Linked DNA regions of Astyanax mexicanus: region 1 is linked to region 2. The links are chromatin contacts, called in public Hi-C maps. All regions are on one chromosome and are shown on one strand. Each heading gives the region's core, a stretch centred on a gene start, on an enhancer-like site or on the middle of the called end of the contact. The rest is flanking DNA. Distances are from core to core; before and after follow the strand shown. Region 1 holds the start of hoxc10a (homeobox C10a). Region 2 has its middle 11 kb from the start of LOC111196842.

What was found. Hi-C and Micro-C count contacts between places; a contact is called where the count stands out from the background.
Region 1: a contact with region 2 is called in a Hi-C map of muscle, with 16 times the contacts expected there. The contact joins the promoter of hoxc10a here to the enhancer-like site in region 2. A contact is called at or near these places in 2 of 3 Hi-C or Micro-C datasets (both in muscle).

The regions. Positions count from the first base shown.
Region 1 is chr13:1,084,718-1,088,367 of AstMex3_surface, forward strand. hoxc10a (homeobox C10a) reads right to left here and starts at 2,051. Exons shown (of 3, transcript XM_007239348.4): 1 at 1,170-2,051. The coding sequence starts at 1,941.
Region 2 is chr13:912,664-916,357 of AstMex3_surface, forward strand. No RefSeq gene overlaps it. Among protein-coding and RNA genes, the nearest start is that of LOC111196842, 11 kb to the right of the region's middle. Within about 2 kb of position 1,903, the one cell type or tissue checked has an H3K27ac peak away from gene starts, as active enhancers do.

The sequences.
Region 1 (3,650 bases), core at 801-3,300, 170 kb after region 2:
CTTCCTTAAACATTAAAGGATTGTGCGCAACATTGCATTTGAACAGCCACTGTGGGCATTCCGCACCCATTTAATTAATATAGGATTTGTTTGTGTGTGTGTGTGTGTGTGTGTGTGTGTGTGTGTGTATGTTCGTGTGTTTGTTGCGTGCTTGTGTGATCCTGTTTATTTAGATGCTAAGTGCCCCTAGCGCATTTTGTGTCTTTATGTGGCCATGTTAAGCACAGTTGCAATCGTAAACACCAGTTCAGAGGGACGTTTAGATGTCTGATTGCGTCTGTTTACACGGCAATTTACGAAGAACATTTCTGAGGCTGGAAGCCCAACAAAACTCTTAACTAATCCGATGTTTAATTCTTCTAATTCCATAAATGGCGTTGCAGTCTGGAACCTTGAACCTGCAGTCAGTGCGATGGCTTCAGGTTTCAGTTTAGAATACTATATGTTTGAATGTTTAAAGATTTTCTTTGTGTCTGTGTGTTTGTTTCTGATGTTTTCATTTATCTTCGGGATATGTATTTTTCCTGGTCGGCTACTAAGTAAACAAGGATGGATAAACTAAAAAAAAATCGTTGCAGTTAATTAAATATTATATATATATATATATATATATATATATATATATATATATATATATATATATATATATATAGAAAGAGAGAGAGTAAGCGTAAACTATGTCTTTTTTAAATGTTTTAAGCACATTCTAATTAAAAAAAAAAAACAAACAAACAAAAAAACAGGGTTTTGAATATGCCACATTTTGTAACAAATAATTCAAAAAGTAACAATTTACACCGACAATTGATCAGGCACACAAATAAATATTTATACTCTAATTGCATTATATTAGCCTTTCAAAAAGTTGTGTCAAAGTTTTAAGAATGGACCAGAAATTTACATTTTGCTTCACCGTGACTTTCAATAAAAGGTTAAATTTAACTGGACGCTGAGCAGATTTCTTAAATGGTAGCAAAGTATTTTGTGTTTGTATTTTGCATGTATGTCTGTTATCATTAACTAACATCATAACTAACGTGTGCACAAGTCCTACCAATGTATAAAAACAAGTGTGTACAAGTGTCCGTGTGTATCGGTTTGTGTATACATACATATATATATATATGTGTGTGTGTATGTGTGTGTGAAAACCTCGTTAGTTGGATCACCTTTCAGTTCACTCTCAGATTCATCTGTACAGCTGTCTGTCTTAGGCCCACTCTCTTCCTTCCTGAGCTGCCTCTTTTCCGCGCCTTGTTCCTCCGCGGTGGTCTCCTCCCTGGCTCCGTCCTCTTTTGCTTTGCCGTCTTTGCCATAGACATCTGTAGCCTGAGGCTCTACTGGTGTCGTTAAACTGGGCAGCGGGTTAAAGTCCGAGGCAAAGCCGTCTCCGTGCTGCCCCTGCTCGCTGGCGTACACCTGGTTCCCTCGGAAATAATCGGAGGCGGAGACGCCACTTTTATCCGAGTGGCTGCCATTGTCCCCCAGGCGGATGTAAGTCGTAGACGGCTCCTCTGCAGATTCCTTGGGACTATCAATGTCTGCCTGGTACAGGCAGGGCAGAGCCTCCTCCTTGACGTGACTGGCCGGGAACGAGCAAGGGTGCAGGGGCTGGGCAACAGGTTGCGCGCCCCTGTAAGTTTTGGAGCCCGCTGTCCAGGCGTCCCGCTGCGACAGGTAATGTGCGTGCGGCTGCTGCTGGTGATGGTGGTGATAGACGTTCACCGGCAGCGTGCTCGGCGGCAACTCGTCCCGCTTGGAGAGAGGTGTTGCACCTACGATGCCCACATTCCTCATCATCTGACAGCCATATTCTGCGGGCGCTTGCATATACATCCCGGGGTTGGTGGTGGAATAGCCCTCACCCCTGTACGGCGATGTTCCCCCGACCAGCGAGTCCATCAGAAAGGACCCGGCTGCCACGTTGTTCGGGCATGACATATTTGCCGGAGGGCGCGTGTTTTTTTTTTATGTTTTAAAGCAATCCCGCTTACGTCTAAGAGGGTTAGGACAGTACGACGCTGACATATTTTGGGGGGGCGAGAAAATATCAGCAACATAATTATGGATTCAAGGCGCCCTTGTCATGTGATTTTCAGACCAATAGGCTTTTGGAAGTGGCCTTGATGCTCTAGACGGGGCTGACGTCACCGGGGTCAAGTTAGTGAGGGTGTGAGCTGCGGCGTGGAGCAATGGCGCCATCTAGTCGACGCGCTCGAGTAAAGACACAGCCCATCACAGACAACAAAGAGTTGCTGTCGACTGGGCGAGACCTCCAGTTACGTGACTTGGGCGAGCATGAGAAGGTAAAGCGAGAAAAGCAGGTAAATAAAGTGACGAACTTGATAAAGGTGGGAAATGATCACAACACAATACTGCAGCTTTGCCTGTTTAACTATCCGGGCTTCGGTTGTTCATCAGTCTATACAGTTTTTGGAGAAAGAACCTCATTATCTTATTGCGCATTACGGAGGTATGTTTCTTCTTATCACTACTCGATATTTGTCATCCAGTTGGCTGCTTGTCATGTCGTCGGTATGTTAGTTGAAACGGTTGTAGTCATTCCTATTTAAAGGAGCTAATTTTTGCAAGTACTGCAGTTACAATTTTCTAGCAGTTTAGGTAAGGGCATTCTGACAGCTGGTGAGTTTTAAATTTAGCCTTTGTTAATTACACGGTCCAAACAAACATTGCTGTGCAGGTCTAAAAGCTTATAATATATATATATATATATATATATATATATATATATATATATATATATATATATATATATATATATATATATATATATATATATATATATATATATTGCTGCATTAGTCCTGCAGATATTATATTTAATTCTATTGAATTTAGTACACATTAAAATATTTTTGCCTCGAAAAATTGCATTGACTAATTAAACTAATTACAAAATGCATTAAATGTTTTGTTTTGCAATTAAGGGGATTAGTTTTATTTACTTTTACTCTGAATTTGTCTAAAATCCGATGACAATTCGACAGTATCCACCATTACGAGAGAAAGATTGTAACATGTGTTTTCTGTAATATTGTCTGGAGGTATACTGAAGCAGTACCTTTTGTAATTACATAGATTATTTTCTGTCTGCTTTTTATTTTCTAATATTGCGTTTAAACGAAATTCCAACGTCATGGGTAGGGCTGGTTTCGTTTACATTATTCCCGTTTTTTTGTATTATGCAGTATTATGTTGCATATTATGGGCAATTGCTGAATCAATACATTTATTTAACTAAACCTACTGCTACTTTTTTTAGTTTTTTTGTTTGTATATTGTGCTTGTTTTTAAGTTTATGTTTATTGTAATTTGAGTATATATATATATATATATATATATATATATATATATATATATATATATATATATATATATATATATATATATATATATATAGGACCTATTATACTTTAATGTCAAATGAATTTAAACCAAACGCAGGAGTGCATTTGTTTTTATTATCGCGCGACGTAATGTACGCTATTGTGCCTTATCAGGGCTTGCCCATGACTGCAAACACAGCGAATCGAAATCAGTGCTTCTGAATTTAAAGGTGAAATCTAAAAGTATCAGTTTTAAAGTCGTGTTAATGCATTCCTATCTAGATACTTAGTGGTTAGGATTTC
Region 2 (3,694 bases), core at 653-3,152:
AAATGCTCTAAATGAGAATATTTTTATTTGGAATTTGGTAGAAATGTTTTGTTTGTAGTTTATAGAATAAAACATAAAACAAACAATGCTCATTTTACTCAAACATGTACCTATAAACAGCAAAATCAGAGGAACTGATTCAGAAACTGATTCAGAAACTGAAGTGGTTTCTTAATTTTTTGCAGAGCTGTATATACAGTATTATTTTATTATTTTATATAGTTATGACGGCCATTAGGCAGACTATTTTGTTTATATATAATTATCCAATGGTGAAAAACAAAACCCAGCTCTTCATTTTTTACATTTTTTTGCACCTCCACACCAAGAGAGCGGAGAATAAATAATAAAGCGAATGATTTAAGGCGCCACGACTTAAACACAGGAATAGAGGCGTGAATTCAGGCATTAAAGCACTTTGTTAGTCTTGGTTGCTCTGATACAACCTGAGAGCAGAAAAAAGACATTCGACTGCCAACGACAACCTTCCCTGTTTTCTGTTTTTATGATCCGAAATTGAGGAATAGAAAGGGAAGGAATAGAAAGGTGAGGAATAAAAAGGAAAGATATAAAAAGAAAAGGAATAGAAAGGGACGGAATAGAAAGGAAAGGAATGGAAAGGGAAGGAATAAAGAGATAAGGAATAGAAAGGAAAGGAATAAAAAAGGGAAGAAATAGAAGAGGAAGGAATAGAGAGGAAAGGAATAGAAAGGGAAGGAATAGAAAGGAAAGGAATGGAAAGGGAAGGAATAAAGAGATAAGGAAAAGAAAGGAAAGGAATAAAAAAGAGAAGGAATAGAAGGGGAAGGAACAGAAAGGGAAGAAATAGAAAGGAAAGGAATAGAAGAGGAAGGAATAAAGAGGAAAGGAATTGAAAGGAATGGAATAGAAATGGAAGGAAAAGAAAGGTAAGGAATAGAAAGGAAAGGAATAAAAAAGGGAAGAAATAGAAGAGGAAGGAATAGAGAGGAAAGGAATTGAAAGGGAGGGAATAGAGAGAAAAGGAATAGAAAGGGAAGGAATATAGAGGAAAGGAAGAGAAAGGAAAGGAATAGAGAGGAAATGAATAGAAAAGGAAGGAATAGAGAGGAGAGGAATAGAAAGGGAAGGAATAGAAAGGGAAGGAATAAAAAAGGAAAGGAATGGAAAGGGAAGAAAAAGAAAGGGAAGGAATTGAAAAGGAAAGGAATGGAAAGGCAAGGAATAGAAAGGGAAGGAATAGAAAGGAAAGAATAGAAAGGGAAGGAATAGAAAGGAAAGGAATAGAAAGGGAAGGAATAGAGAGAGAAGGAATAGAGAGAGAAGGAATAGAACGGTAAGAAATAGAAAGGTAAGGAATAGAAAAGAAAGGAATAGAAAGGGAAGGAATAGAAAAGAAAGGAATAGAAAGGGAAGGAAATGAAAGGAATAAAAAAGAGAAGGAATAGAAAGGGAAGGAAATGAAAGGAATAAAAAAGAGAAGGAATAGAAAGGGAAGGAAATGAAAGCAATAAAAAAGAGAAGGAATAGAAAGGGAAGGAAAGGCTGCTGCTGGTTTGGTGGTAAAAGGTGTGAAAGAGCGCATTTGTTTAGTCGCGCTGACACCTGGCGGCCGAACCTGGAAGCGCACTTTAATTCAGACAATAGAGAGAAACGAGAAATGACAATAGATCAATAATTATTATAAAAAGTAAATACAGTAAATATATTTATAACTGTAAATGGATTATGCTGATTGAAACATATTGCACGAGCATACTTTATAATACTGCCTGTATATAAATAAATAATAAATATATATATTTCAGCTGTGATGTTGTTCAGTACAGGCCTGTGTTTAGCAGGAGGCTCTCAGAGCGGGTTGCGTTGGCACACACATGTAGGTAAATCACAGAGCTGGCACCACTGGGCCAGAGGCCAAGCACGGCTCTAAACAGAGTTACGAGCTCCCGATGAAGACAAACTGGGCACTTAAGGACACGTTTACTGCCCTAAATAGCTGCGGCGTGAGCGAGCAGCGCCGTGTTTGGAGTTTGACCCTGTTTTGGACGGGAGATTTCTGCATCACTTCAGCTGGAAATGGTTTGGGGGGGGGGGGGGGGGGGGGGGGGGGGCTGGATTGGAAATGGTTGCGGAAATTGTCATTTAAATGCACGGGTACTGTATAAAAAATCTCAATAAAATGATCATTAAATGACTTTCAGATCTAAATCCAGTGCAGTTTAGTACAGAATACTATTAAGTGTCATTCATTATACTATATACTATGGGGAAAAAATGCAAATCAAGAAATAAAACAAGATTATTTAAAACAAGGTTCTTTATAAATCTGCAAGAAAGGTTTATATTTGATATAACAGTTTTTTAACATAATTTTTAAGTAAAGCTAAAAAAAAAAAAAAAAACTTTTTATCCAATCAATCCAAACAGTGAGATCTAGTGAACCGATTAGTATCTGCCATGATAATAATAATTACAACAACAATACTAAGGGACACAGTCATCAAATTGAACACAAAATAATAGCAGTTTCACCAATGACAATTTATATATATAAATAAATAAAAAAAATAAATAAATAAAAAATAAAATGGCACATGGGATTTCAATATATATGTGGTCAAACTAATAATAAATTCGCTCATATTAGATATAAGATGTAAGGCTAAAGAGTATAAAATGGGATTGGATCTCCTACCACAATATTATTCTATATCAAAATTCGGCAGCATTTTGACAGTGTTGTGTTTTTGCAGGGATTTCAGTATCTGTTCAGATTTCAGTATCAGTAAATACATCAGAAAACATTGTTTAAATATAATGATAATTAGTTAATCAGTTCCATGCTGATTCATGATTCAAGCAAATAAAAGAAAAAGTCTGAATCCAATATCACTGACTTTCTCGAATTGCAGATAAATATATAGGACATGATATAAACCAGTTACTACATAACATACTGTTATATTATTACATTTCATTTTATTATGTTTAGTAATAATACATTTTCTACTGTATTGTAGTATCTATTGATGCTACATGTCATTAAACACTCCACACTTCGTTTCTTGGCTTTTTAATATATTTGTATTTGATGTTTTATTGGGGCTCAGTGGTGCTGGGGTTGTGGGTTCGATCATTACTGTGATCACTGTTTGTGATTAGTTTGGTTTTGTGGCCGGTGGACTTATGGTGGGAGAATTGGCTAAATCGCCCCTAGGTGTCAGTGTGTGAATTAAATGTGAAGTGTGTGTGTGCGTGTGTGTGTGTGTGTGTGGTGCACTGCTGCTTTGCACCCAATGATTCTGGGTCAGCTCTGGAAACATGATGACTCTGATGAGGACGATGCAGGATGGATGGATGGATGGATGGATGGATGGATGGATAGATAGATTTTTATATATAATATATTATATATACATATTTAGTTTGAAAGCCAGACAATTGTGGATCATCATAAGGTACAGCCTCAGCAAAAAGCTTGTATAATTATACTATTACACATAATAGTATAGGTATATAAGTATTGTATAAGTACCTATACCTATAACTCTATAACTTACTGTAACATTTAAACAAGAAAACATTTAAATAGGATTTATAGTCATCTGCAGGCATCTGAATGTACATATAAAAGTCATTACAAAATATATTATCAGTAAAATGAATTTAAATGAATGAAAGATGTTTAATTATATATGCACCTTTTCTATAG